Linked DNA regions of Oryctolagus cuniculus: region 1 is linked to region 2. The links are chromatin contacts, called in public Hi-C maps. All regions are on one chromosome and are shown on one strand. The core of a region is the stretch at or near the end of the contact, and the rest is flanking DNA. Distances in the headings are between cores, read along the strand shown.

The links. A called contact is a pair of places that touch in the nucleus more often than the background predicts.
Region 1: a contact with region 2 is called in a Hi-C map of embryonic fibroblasts, with 3 times the contacts expected there. The contact joins two enhancer-like sites. A contact is called at or near these places in 3 of 6 Hi-C or Micro-C datasets (embryonic fibroblasts, liver and skin fibroblasts).

The regions. Positions count from the first base shown.
Region 1 is chr3:39,417,518-39,424,560 of mOryCun1.1, forward strand. AOX3 (aldehyde oxidase 3) reads right to left here. Exons shown (of 35, transcript NM_001308460.1): 19 at 6,916-7,038; 20 at 4,155-4,251; 21 at 2,154-2,278. Among named protein-coding and RNA genes, the nearest start is that of AOX3, 49 kb to the right of the region's middle. Within about 2 kb of position 5,169, at least 1 of the 8 cell types and tissues checked has an H3K27ac peak or open chromatin away from gene starts, as enhancers often do.
Region 2 is chr3:39,245,082-39,252,068 of mOryCun1.1, forward strand. AOX2 (aldehyde oxidase 2) reads right to left here. Exons shown (of 35, transcript NM_001297488.1): 11 at 2,212-2,363. Among named protein-coding and RNA genes, the nearest start is that of AOX2, 20 kb to the right of the region's middle. Within about 2 kb of position 3,965, at least 2 of the 8 cell types and tissues checked have an H3K27ac peak or open chromatin away from gene starts, as enhancers often do.

The DNA.
Region 1 (7,043 bases), core at 3,919-6,418, 170 kb after region 2:
CTGTTCAGTCAAGGATCCATGGTTAAGTCAGATATCAAAGTCAATCAGGGAATATTTCCTCCTGCCTCGCTGGGTGGACCATGGCCCTGTCACAGAATACTACAACCTGCTCACACTTGGAATGGAGAAGGAGAAAGTGGAGCCGAGGGGTGCTTCATGGGAGGCCATGGCTGTAGCAGGAAGTAAGGGTGAACCATTAGGAGTGCTTCTTGGTGACTGGGCACTTGGTACACAGATAAGATACAGCTTAGGATGTTCACATTCCAGAGTGCCTGAGTCTGAATACTGACTCCATTCCTGATTGCAGCGTCATGCTAATGCGCATCCTGGGAGGGAGCAGGTGACGGCACAAGTACTTGGGTCCCTGCTACCCATGTGGGAAACCTGGCTGGAATTCCAGGCTCCTGGCTTCAGCTTGCCCCAGCCCCAACTGTTGTAGGCATTTGGGGAGTGAACCAGCAGATGGAAGATCTCTGTCTCTGTCTCCCTGGCTTTCAAATAAAATGAAAATGAGTTAAAACAACAACAACAACAATAAGAGGAATGTCATTTGGCTTTCTGTCTACTTACAGGTATATATATAGATAAGGTCATCCTTGAAGGTCAAAACAAAATAAAAAAACTAATTTAAAAAAGATGATTATTAGAGCTTTGGCTTATTGATTTTGAAGTGTCCATGGCCAAATGAAATATCTCATATGCAAGAGTTGGATCTTCAGAGGAAAGACCAGGGCTATCGATTTTAGTGGCTAATTCTCAGCACGTACAGGGCAGGGAAAGATGAGGCAACGGTAGGAGGCAGATCTCTGGGTCTCCCTTGGAGGAGAGCTGCCAAGAGAATACCCAGGTGGGACTTGGCCCAACCAAGAAATCAGGTTTGGCTGTGCTAACCTGTTTAGACTTGGGGGAAGTTTTTCCAGCTGATAGTGTTGCTTATACAGGACATTTTAATCTTGGGAGAAAGACACATATTTTTATTCGACTTTCAATGTGGTGTAGGTTCACCAAAGAACAATAAGTCCAGGCAGAGATGGAGGAGCCCACGGGGGAATTACAGAAGGAGCAAAAAGGACAAGCAGAAATATGAGTGTAGCATCAGACAAACCAAGGGAGTGTGAATTTCAAGGACCACATGGTCTGCAGGGTGGAAGGCAGCAGGAGCTTCCAGAAAAGACAGAAAAAAATCTCTTGGATTTGAGATCTAGTAGGCTTCTTGATTGAAGAACTGAATTAAAGCATAAATGGGAAGTAAGGAAGTAGAGTGTAGGCAATGGTTATAATGGGGCTGTGCTGTGGTGTGGCGGGTTAAGCCACGGCCTACAGTGCAGGCATCCCATGTGGGTGCTGGTTTGAGTTCTGGCTGTTTCACTCCCAATCCAGCTCCCTACTAGTAGCCTGGGAAAGCAGAAGAGGATGGCTCAAGTCCTTGGGCCTCTACACCCGTGTGGGAGACCCAGAGAAAGCTGCTGGCTCCTGGCTTCAGATCAGCACAGCTCCAGCCATTGTGGCCATTTGGGGAGTGAACCAGTGGATGGAAGACCTCTCTCTCTCTCTCTCTCTCTCTCTCTCTCTCTCTTTCTCTCTCTCTGCCTTTCAGATAAAATAAATAAATCTTTAAAAAAAAAGTGGGGGGAAAAACCAGTCTCAGAAGGGAAGGAGACAGAAGCAACAGGTGCAAGAGAAACACAGTGAAGGAAGGGTCTTGAAGAAGGCTGAGTTCACAGCCGGCTCAGAGTGGGGCAGTGACGAGACAACGTCAAGGGCGTAGGACTGAGCAGGAACAATGAGGGGTGGCAAGGTGGGCCTCGGGGGCAGGTGCAGGTGTAAGTGTTGATCAGCACGGGAGGGAGAGACTGAATGAGGCAGGAGTAGGGAGGGAAGATGGTGATGGGGCCATTCACACCGACGGGCTCGGTTTTTGAACAAATGAAGTAGGAGGCAATCATCATGAGAGGTAGGGAGTGGATTCTTGTAGAAGACTGGAGGAAACATGAAAATCAGGGCTGAGCCTTTCCTCTATGCTGATGTTCAACCATTGGCTAAAGATGACCTCACTGTCTGGGTTCCACCACTAAACGTCAGGAAAATGACAGCACTCCATTTGCAAGCACCATGACTGTGACACAGAAAGTCCTGATGGGAAGAGGGCCCACCTGTGTAAAGGCTGCATCCTGGCTTGACACATAGATGTCTATCTCTGCATCCTCCGCCTTTGGCACCACGCGCACACTTTGCGTCTCCAGGTAGAAATGCTCCTGTCCTCCAAAGTGTACTTCCCCTTTAAACACAGCAGCAGGTGAGGCTCTTGTTTTCAGAGACACTCCATTGGAATATTTGAAAAAGCATGCAGCACATTTTACTACATTGTCATATTATTTTCTTCCAGCTCATGGGAATAACATCGAGTTCCTGCCTTGATTTCAAAGGATCATTTTTATAGGCTGCCAAATTCCCACGGACAGCTGTTATTATATACAAGATAACTGACAACGAAATGCAATTTAAAAAGCTCCCAGGCTTTAGGCTCTCTTTCCCTACCTGTCCACTTCGGTGTGTTCTCAAGAGCTGGAAACCATTATTGACTTGAGCAACAACAGCCATCAAGTGAGAGTAAAGACTGAGCTCGTCTTCCCGGAGGGCGAATCCATTTCTGTAATGACACTGCCTGGGGCAGGGCTGATTTTATGCAACACACAGAAACTTGCATTGCAACAGTGACACCCAATCAGCCATTTGTTTTTTTAATCTATTTGCTAAAAAGATTAACCACAAATCTCCCACTCAGCACCCATTGAGCTGAGATTTCATTGAAATCCACAGGGACCTCAATGGTGCAGACTAATGGGTGTATGTGAGAGCAAGGGTGTGGGAAAGGAGGGGAGAATGAAAATATATACTTTCTCCCCAAAATTTCAGTCATGTAGGAAGTAAAAATTTCAGAAACCCATGACTAATAAAAATAAAGTTTGCTTGCACACAGGAAGCAGATGGTGGTGTTGAGAGGTGTGGCAAAGCACTTAATGATCAACCTATGAATATAATTGCAAATTGACTTGGTTTCCAGAAATGTCTTTGGGTAGCCCTTGAATTTATGTTCAGGATGTAAACCTTGAGATCATTAGGTTTGTCCAGTTATAGTTCTCTAGAAGATAGAAGTCTGGGAATTTAATACTAACTCCAAGTGAACATGTTGCTGAAGATTTTGTCATGGCCCCTTTCAAATACCTAAAATAGATACTTTTAAGAAGACTGCAGAAAAATGAAATTAAAAGATGTTTACTTTGGTGCAAATTTTTTTAAAAAATACAGTTTTCTCATAGTATGCATTTTATGAGCTTTTTGAAGACTTCTTGTATTTATGGATTTCAAAATGTTTCTGCACCAACTTAAGATTATCTTTTAATTCCATTTCCCATGAACTTGTTGAAGCCGCCGTGTTTGTTAAATGGATTTTTTTAGATGTCATTCTCGCCTTCGGTGACTTTGTTGACTGATAGTTTCTCTCATGGGACCCCACATCTTCAACCGCAGAATTCCTTATTTATTTATTTATTTATTTGACAGATAGAGCTATAGACAGTAAGAGAGAGAGACAGAGAGAAAGGTCTTCCTTCCGTTGGTTCACCCCCCAAATGGCACCTCTGGCCAGCGTTGCACCGATCTGAAGCCAGGAGCCAGGTGCTTCTCCCTGGTCTCCCATGAGGGTGCAGGGGCCCAAGTACTTGGGCCATCCTCCACTGCCCTCCCGCGCAGAATTCCTTTCTAACTGCCTTTGGACAGTGCCCTGTGTATGTCTGTGGGCCCCTTGGACCTCACGTCAAACATCTCTTCCTATGTAAGGGCTGTTTATGTTTTCTTCGTGGGTTCTGTGTGCTTGCATTCTTTGCCACTTTTCTATTTTCTATCCAAACTGCACTGCCAGGTGCACTAAAGAGCTGCTCTACGGAATCAGTATAATTTGGGGAAAATCAAGGCCCTTCACAAACTTTCCCCTCCTCTCTGAATTTGATGTTCTGGACTGTTCATCTCTTTACTAATTTCCATGAGAATTAAGATGCATCAGCTTCACCCAAGTTCTACAGAGGTGTCGTCTTGATCCAAGCAGCATTCATGTATTAAAAAGCCCCATGATAAAAAGGGATTCATGAATTTACCTTCAATGATTTGATCAACAGCTTGAAATGCCTTCTCAACATCTCCTTGTTCTAGTTTCTTTTCAGGACCAATGAATGATTTGTGTTTTATTGCATCCTGTGGGAAGTAACAAATACAAAATATTACCCATGTTGCCCAATTCAATATTTTAAAATTTTTTTTAAATTTATTTATCTACTTGAAAGTCAGAGTTACACAGAGAGAGGAGAGGCAGAGAGAGAGAGAGAGATTGGTTTTCCATCTGCTGGTTCACTCCCCAGATGGCCGCAATGGCCGGAAGCAGTGCCCATATGGGATGCTGGCACTGCAGATGGCAGCTTTACCCGCTACGCCACAGCACCAGCCCCTGCCCAGTTCAATATTTTTGACATTGATCACCTCCATAACCCTCACACTGAAAACCGTATTTGGTATTTACTATCAATCCCAGAATCCCCTAGGGCAGCACAGATTTCAAACATGATGTCTGGTGCCCAGTGAGCACAGCTTCTCTTTTCAGACAGTATCTCTGGGGCTGGCAAAGGTCAGGAAATGCGTTCAACAGACAATGGAGCTTCATCATAGGACTATTTAGCTAAACTGTGAACCTCAACATTTACCGAAGTTGCAACTCCTCTCTCTCCCACCCAGGATGGAGTCCCTGGCCCCTGGCTTTAGCCTGGCCCAGCCCTGGCTCTTGCAGCCATTTGGGGAATGAAACAACAGATGGAAGATCTCTTTTTTCTCTGTCTCTCCTCTGTCACTCCGTCTTTCAATTAAATACATAAATCAATCTTTTTAAAAAAATGAAACAGAAGCAGAATGTATTTGGTGAGTTTTGCCCTGTCCATGCCTGTCCCTGTGTCTGGTTTCCACCCACTCCCTCCAAAGGTACACTCCACTGCTACTCTTCATGTGCTGTTATAGAGGTTCTCTGCAGATACAAGCAAGTGGGAATCTGTAGTACTACACGCCCCACTTTGCATATTTCTCTGCATTTTGCCTTTCACTTGACAGTGTAACTTGGAGAATTTTCTATTTCTGTGCAGAGAGAACATCCTCATTCTTTAAAAAATTTATACAGCTGCGTAGGATTCCACTGCATACATCGAAGGACCCTTGAGTTGTTTCCAGTATTTTATGACTATAAATTACACTGCAAAGAAGAACTTGTAAAACACATTATCTGGCAGGTGGGTCTGCTAAGCTGCATGCTAAATTCCCAGAGTGGGATTGCTCGTTAAAGGGTATACACGTTTGGAATTTCAATGGTTATTTCTAAATTTCCCTTCATATATGCTGTTCCCAGTTTATGCTTCTACTGGCAAGATAAGAGAGCACCGGTTTTCCCACAGTTTGCCAAGTGTATGAATTGTCAAACTTTTCTATTTTTGCCAATCTGATAAGTTAACTGTGGCATTTCATTGTAGCTTGTAATTTAAATTTCTCTTGTTATTCATAAATCAAACCTCTTTTCCTATATAAGGGCTGTTTGTATTTTCTTTCTGTGCTCTGTCTCCTTGTATTCTTTGCTCACTTTTCTATTGGATTTTTCTTCCTAATTTCTAGGAAATCTTTATATACTTAGGAACTTGGCTTATTGATCACAGTATGGTTTGCAAATATTTTCCCAATTAATGCTTCTTTTGACTATTATAATTTTCTTTGTTATATGTAGCCAAATTAATATTTTCTCTTATAAACTTTAGAGTTTGGTTCACTGTTAAAATTATTATTAAGGAGTTTTCCCATGCTTTATTCTTGTACTTTTTGGATTTCACTTTTGACCTTTCAATCTTTAGTCCTTTTTGTCTTGGTTTGTCTTGGTATAGCAGTGTAGTATATTTTTTTAAAACTTTTATTTAGTAAATATAAATTTCCAAAGTACAGTTTATGAATTACAATGGCTTTCCCCCCGCCCAGTGGTGTAGTATATTAAGGTTTATTTTGGTCATTCTTTGTTTTCATAAAGAACCTGTTCCCAAGTGAGAGGTGATTCCACTGTATTCATTTGTGGACAGATCTTCAGTTTCTGTTCTTAGGTAAAGGAGCAGAGGGTATCCAGTGGGCTGCCCCGCCTGCCCAATACAGTGCACATAAAATCTTTCCCTGTGGCTTCTCTGGGTAATTGTGCTATTGCCCTCTTTAGCATCATATCCAGGATGCACAAAAGGAATCACTGCACTTTTACCTTGAAACCCAAAAAGTGCAGAAAAGCTCAGAAAAAAAGGCCACTGGCCACACTCAAATGAGAGTGAACTGGTTGCACACAAGGAAAGAGAAAATTAAGGGCAACAAAGGACCAGGGTAGCTGGAACATTGTACAGGAGGTAAGGAAAATGAATTTTAAATGTAAAATGTTAAAATCCACCTGAGAGGCAATACCAACCTTGGAATTTGGAACTTTCCCAATCGTATTTCCAGTGTTCTTAGGGGCAATGGGAACAACTAGAGATCTGTTGTGGGCTAAGAGGACACATTTCCAGCAAGTAGGGCAATGTGAATTTCTTAGGAGAAAATAGTAGGGGTCTTCAAGAAGTTTGTGGAAAGTGTGTATTATGAAAAACCTGCATGGGGTTCACAAATGTTTTCCAGCACAATGAAATCACCTTTAACTACACCTTTCCATGGCCTTTGGGAAGCACCCTCATAGACTTTCCGGTCTCTGATACCAGCATAGCAGCTGGAAAATGTCACAAGATGAAAGGGCTTCACAACATGCTTTGGAACTTTCTGGCAAGACTGACAAATGACCAAAAGACCAGCAGATGCTGACATTACCTGAATGCTCACAATCACAGGTTCCACATCTTTGTACACAATCTTCACCTTTCTCGTGGCTTGCTTGGCATGGGCGTACGAGTCAGCAGCCACAGCACAGACAATTTGACCCACACAAATCACCTGTA
Region 2 (6,987 bases), core at 2,715-5,214:
TTAACCAGGTAGTTAAAGTCCCTCGTTGGAGCTTCTGGGTTCAATTACTGACTCTGGCTCCTGACTCTAGCTTCCTGCTAATGTAGATCCTGGGAGGCAGTGGTGGTGGCTCAAGTGCAGTTGGTTCCCTGCCACCCAGTGGGAGACCTGGACGGAGTTCTTGACTCCTGGATTCAGCCTGGCTCAGCCCCAGCTCTTGGGGTATTTGGGAAATGAACCAGCAGATGGAAGACCTCTCCCTTTCTCTCTCTTTCAGATAAATAAGTTTAAAAAAAGAGATGTTTATTTGGTATAAAAATTTTTAAATTTATGCATATGAAGTATCTTTAAAAAGTTCATGGGTGGAGGATGGCCCAAGTGCTTGGGCCCTGCACCCCATGGGAGACCAGGATAAGTACCTGGCTCCTGCCTTCGGATCAGCGCGGTGAGCTGGCCGCAGCGCGCTGGCCACGGCGGCCATTGGAGGGTGAACCAACAGCAAAGGAAGACCTTTCTCTCTGTCTCTCTCTCTCACTGTCCACTCTACCTGTTAAAAAAAAAAAGTTCATGGGAAATGTGTATTATGAAAAAACTATGCGTGGATTTCATTTTTCCCCCTCACCAAAATGGGCTTATCTTTTTTTTTTTTTTTTTTAAGATTTTTATTTGTTTATTTGAAAGTCAGAGTTACACAGAGAGAGGAAAGGCAGAGAGAGAGGTCTTCCATCCTCTGGTTCACTCCCCAGATGGCTGCAATGGCTGGAGCTACGCCAATCTGAAGCCAGGAGCCAGGAGCTTCCTCCGGGTCGCCCACTTGGGTGCAGGGGCCCAAGCACTGGCCATCTTCTACTGCTTGCCCAGGCCATAGTAGAGAGCTGGATGGGAAGAGGAGCTGCTGGGACTAGAACCAGCACCCATATGGGATGCTGGCGCTTCAGGCCAGGGCATTAACCCACTGCGCCACAGCGCCAGCCCCTGGCCTTATCTTTTATTTCCATTTCTCCTCCAGATTTTTATAGGTGCGGACACTCAGGTGGAGAGAAATGATGATACTTGACTGTGGTCTCCCAGCTAAGCGGTAACAGGCCTGGGTACGAGCCCAAGCAGCGAGGCTCCGCAGCCAGTTCTGCTCTCCCCGCTACCCAGCTCGGACGTGGCCACAGTGCAGATGGCCCCAGAGATGGCCATGCTGCCGTGGGCCCACAGAATCTCAGCCTCATCTCCCGCGGGCTCTGCAAGGGCCAGGGTTCAGGGGCATCCACACCATTGGTGGAAGATTGCCCCTCGACTTCCTGGCCTACTTCTCCTGGATCCGATTGAGCCTGTAGCATCCCAGAACTGGGAAGGAGACAGCCAGCCCCTCATCTCAGTACCCTGCTACCCACGAGTGACGGAATGTCCAGTGACTGCCCATGTGCTGCTGTGGTCTGGGCTGGAACACAGCCAGGAACAGGGAATCCTTCTTCTATCAGCAGCTCAGTTTTGAAGTTCCCTTGTTTTCCCTGAGCTGAAATTGCTTCCCCTCGCAGGCTCACCCATGGGTCACCCTGGGACTATCCTGTGTGATCCCGTGTGGTGGCACCTGTCCCTCCTGAGTGTATAGATATTCGGTGGCAGCTCTTGTGTTCCCTTTGGCTGTCGTCATGCAGCCGTTCCTCTTTCAGATGTGGTCTCCAACCCTCACCCTCCAGCCACCACCTCCTGGCCAGGCTCCGGCGTGTCCAGGCCTAGCCCCAGACGGGGCACAGAACACGTTGGACTTGACAGCTTTTTCAAAGGAGACCTGTCCTCCCAGATTCCTCGTGTCCCAGGAATTTCTAAAATACCATTTGGGGTACACAGGAGAGGGAACATACATGTTTTGGAAACCAAGCAATGTCTCTTTTTCTTTTCTCCTTATCCTTTCCTCCAGTGGTTTGAACCATCCAGAGAAGAGCAGGCTACCTTCCCCGTTGTAGATTCTATACTTTTGCCAGTGCAGTCTGAGAATCAAGCTGGACACACTTTTCCCCCAAGATCCGCACAACCATGACGTTCTTCTCTATGAAACTGCTCTAAGGAACTCGATTTTGGGTTCTCTTTTAAATACTTTATGAAGGTGTTCACTAGTTTCAAGTATTTATTTACTGTGCCTTTTGCATCAATTGTCCAGATTCTACCCATGGCTAGTTCACCATTTCAGCGAGATCAGGAGGCACTGGGTGTGTGCGGTGGTTGAAAGCAGGGGCCTACCGCCAGATTCCGGATCTGCTGGCCCGCCAGAGACTGCAGGTGCCTTACGAGGGCTCGGTAGGTCTGGGTTTTCTCCTCCGGGAGCTCAGATATCCTCTCAACCAAGATGTCCTTCACCTGCGCCAGGCTGCAGCCAGCCCCAATCGTTAGACCTGGCAAGAAAGTAGTCTTTGAGTGGTGGTGGTGGTGCTGGGGGTGGGGGTGGAGAAACAGTTGAACCATAACCATGGCACCGGGGCCTTGGTGTTCAGCCTGTGTAGGACTTTGTCTTGCTGGCTGCAGAGAGAATCACAGGGAGCTCAAAACTCCCAGATCAACCAGACCAGCATCCCCGGGCAGAGGACTTTTTAAAAGGCTCCCTAGGTGGTGTGTTTTCCTGTGTGTATCGCAGGATTTGGGAATTTCTGAGCTAGTCCACATTCTTCTTTGGACAAATGGAGGCTAGCAAGAATGAATGACAGTAACAACGCTCTGGTGGTAGAACCTACCAGAACTTTCTAAGATCCCTTCTTGTCTGATGGTGGTGAAGCTGTGAGAAGTTGCTTTGTGGTTAAAGGGGATAAATCTGATAGCATTGAGATAATGACAAAGATCTGGGTGGACATTTGGCGCAGTGTTTAAGATGCCCACATTCCATATCAGAGTGTCTGGGCTTGAGTCCTGGCTTCTTAGCTACTGATCCAGCTTCTGGATGATGCACACCCTGGGAGGTAGCAGGTGATGGCTCAAGTCCTTGGATCCCTGCCACCCATATGGGAAACCTGGATTGAGTTCCTGGCTCCTGGCATTGCCCTGACCCAGCTCAGGCTACTGTGGACATTTGGGGAGTGAATCAGTGGATGGAAAATCTTTGTTCCTTCCTGCTTTTCAAATAAAAACAAACAAATAAATCATTTAATACTGAATAAAGGCAAAGTTCATTCAGATCTTCAGGCCACTGTCTAGACAAAATGCTTTGACGGCAGGTTTTGTACTTGGTACTCAAAAGTCTTCAATAATTAGTCCTGCGAGGAACAACAGCTGGTCAGAAAAGACAGAGCCCAATACAAGGAGTTGTGTCAGGCATTATGTTGGGCATTATTGAGTTTACAGAGTTTGGGGTTTCCAGGGAGGGACCCGGGAGGCAGTGAGACAGCATCCAGGGGGTAGAGCAAGACTATTTGCTAACTGGCCAGGAAATAATTCAAACCATTGGCAACAGCTGCATCCATACTTTGGAGGATTGGCAGGATAATAACAGGAACTTCAGTGTAGGATGAAAGAGTTCTAATCAGTCTTCAAATTGCAGTACTCACTGATGACTCAGGCACCTTTAAAAATCAGCACCCAGAGTTCCTTGGGGTTTGCAGAACAATACTCTAACCTGTAGGGTTTGAGTTGACATCACTTGCAGGGCAGGGGTCTAAGTGTAGTTGGTCTGTTTTTAGCACGGTTCCAGTTGGGCTTTGCCTTTTCTCTTGTTGATTAATCTTTGAGAATATTTCACCCTCCACATGGCTGTGTTTTATCAATATTAAAAAGGGACTTGGCACAATACCTTCCCTACCCTTGCCAACATACACAACACCCCTACGGCTTCCCTCATTGCATCTAACTTAATTGATTAGGAAAACCACTGGCTGCTCCTATTATCTGCATGTTAAGCAAGCCTTGTCTAACAGGAACTGAGCTGTCCCCCCTCCCTAGATGTCTTAGCCTGGAGTGCTCACCCTGTCCCTGACTCAACATCTATAAAAAGCGCACTGTAACGTGGGCTCTGCTTCCGCCCTGGGCCTGCCAGCCGAGGTCTGTTGCTTCCCCCTCCCATGTTCTACTGGAGCCTGGTCTTTAACTTCTGCAAAAATTCTGGTTTTGTCTTTGTAGAAGTGCTAGGAAAGCTAAGCTTGTCTTTCACTTAATTAGATTCAGAGCCTTATTCAGAAACAGACTTAGTTTTATTATTAAGGTCAGAAGCATCACACAGACCAGCACAACTGGCTCTGATTTGGCATAAATAGGAAAGAGCAAGTAAGTCCCAGTCGAGAGTGAAATGCCAACTGTCTACTCTATTGTCTGGGTTCTCCTAAGCTTTCAAATTGGGCTGAGGCCACATGGATCCATTGTGAGGCTATCACTTGGCAATTTCCATTGCTCATAATATCATTTCACTTTCGGATTCTGTCCCGGTTGCCCCTCTTCCAGGCCAGCTCTCTGCTGTGGCCAGGCAGTGCAGTGGAGGATGGCCCAAGTCCTTGGGCCCTGCACCCCATGGGAGACCAGGATAAGTACCTGACTCCTGCCATCGGATCAGCGCGGTGTGCCAGCCGTGGCAGCCATTGGAAGGTGAACCAACGGCAAAAGGAAGACCTTTCTCTCTGTCTCTCTCTCTCACTGTCCACTCTGCCTGTCAAAAAAAAAAAAAAAAATCATATCACTTTGTGGTGGGTTATACTGGATTATTATTTATTGGAGAGGTAGAGAAAGACAGAGAGAGCTCCTCAGTGCCTGTGATGTTTAGGACTTGGCTGGGGCCAAAGCCGGGAGCCAGGAATTCAATCCAGGTCTCCCACAAGAGTTGCCGGAACCTAATGACCTATGCCACAACTGCTGCCTTCCAGGGTCTGCATTAGCAGGTGCTGGGTCAGGAGCTGAGGCTGGGAATTGAACCCAGGCATTGTCATTTGGGATGAGGGCATCTCACCTGCTAGATCAAGTATACTCTATTCATATTTTATTCCATCCTTCAGCACAAAACTTAGTTTACATTTCAGTGGCATTAGAAATGGCTTCAAGTATGAGTTTCAGAAAGGGGATTTCATTTTTACCCCATGCTTTTTGGAGTTCCTGGGCCTATGGACTGTTATACAGTGACTTTCTGGAGTGCTTACTGAAGATTTTGAGGAAAAAAAAAAAAAAAACAAGTATACTGAGCCAAATGTGTAGGTGATATGGACGAACATGGAAAATTTAGATATGCATTTGATTAAAGATTAAAGCTCTTCCAGGAGTTTATTTCCTGGGGCAGCTGCTGGGGGTGCAGGGTGGCCAGGATGGCTCTACCACATTCCTCCCGGCCTGCCCCTCTCCGCAGTGTCCTTCACTCTCCTGGGCCTTGGGAAAACTGTGAGAGGCAAAGCGACTTCTCCAGGAGCCACTAGAGGGCACTCATGCTTTAATTTTAAGAGGCCTGGAGGATGGTGCATTGTTTGCTTACTCAGATTTCTGGATCTGGCTTCGTTTCAGCTGCAGAAGCTAACCCAGCAGTGGGTGCAGACAGCCAGTGGGACTGGCCTCTGGGCTGGGCAGGGTGGAAAAGGGAGCAGGCAGTGGCTGCCAGCTTTGGACTTGGGGGCGGGGCGTGCTGCAGCTGACCACCGGCCAGACTGGGGAGCTGGGGTGAATCTGCTTCCATTTTTTGCATCTCAGTTTCTTCATCTATAAGGAAGGCCTGGGTTACTTCAGGAGTTTGAATTTTACTCTGCAGGGCCCTCCTGAGGACAGGGGAGGCAGGGGGAAAAGCCTTCCCCTACCTACAGATGGAGCAACCATTTTCATTTACTTAGTATACTTAAGACTTGCTTGAGAAAGGGGTTGTGGCGCTAAAGAGAGCCTTGAAAGAGGAGGACTGCATGATTCCTGGGGGGAAGAGTGGGGTCATGGCCTCCTGCCTTAACCGTCTGCCCACACTGCTTGTCTGTGTTCCCATTCCACATCTCCCACCGTGCCCTCTTCCACTCCTCTGCCTTCTGCGAACACCATGCTTCCAGCTAAATCTAAGTGCACACCTCCATTTTTCCAAATGGCATTCGGTACGCTCCCTGAATGGTCTCAAAATTGAAGCTGTGCAACCATGACACTGCACAGAACCCAAGAAGGGCTTCTGTTGCTAGCAAACAGGTGGGACCAGGCCAGGGAAGCGCAGGCTTGCGGACACACAGCTCAAGCTAAGCTTGACAGGATGGCTGGAGGCTAGCTAGGAAGGCAGGATTCTAGGATGACCGTGGCCAGGGCAGGTCCCCTTCCTCCCCATCTACTGACCCCCGCCCAACACATGGACCCTATACATTGATCTTGACTAAATCTCTCAGTCCAGTCAACCCCCTGTTGCTTGAGTTAAGAAAGTGATCATTATCATTACATCCATTACATTCAAGGTCTTGACCCACTCATTCATTTTTTTCCATTTTGATTTTTTAATCAGCCACTGACTGAGCCCTTCTGAGCATGCAAATACTAGTAGCTCTAGCTGATGGAGAGGGAATGCATCTTGAATGTGAAGTTCGGTGTGTTTTCTTCCTACTTTGTGAGTTGTGCCTTGCCTAATGTGGTATCTTGCACAGGGGGCTTCTGGGGTGTGGTCAGTGACTAGGAGTCTTTGTCCCACTTTGGCTCCTGGCATTGTCCCTGGCATGTGAGTGCCAGATAGTATTTCTCCTACTTTCCCCCTGCAAACATCTCCTCTTCCTTGGAATTGCCTGTCCAATGGATGGACAGTGCCTGACCTCCCTCATCTTGCCATAAGAGTGACACTGCAAATTTATCGTCACTGGGTCATGTGGCATTCTACCAACAAGAGTCCTGTAAGGTCTTGAACAATATGGTCCAGAGCCTCAGATTCCCTGAAAAGATTTTGCCAGTAAAGTTTCATGATGGGGATGTAGAGAAAAATGGCAAAGAGCCAGAAATAGGCCAGATGAGACACATGGATGAGGGGGTTCTGAATGGCTTGCCAAGTGGAAGCTTGGTGCACAGAATGCTTCATTGGCATCTTATAGAAACATCACGGGGCTGGCACTG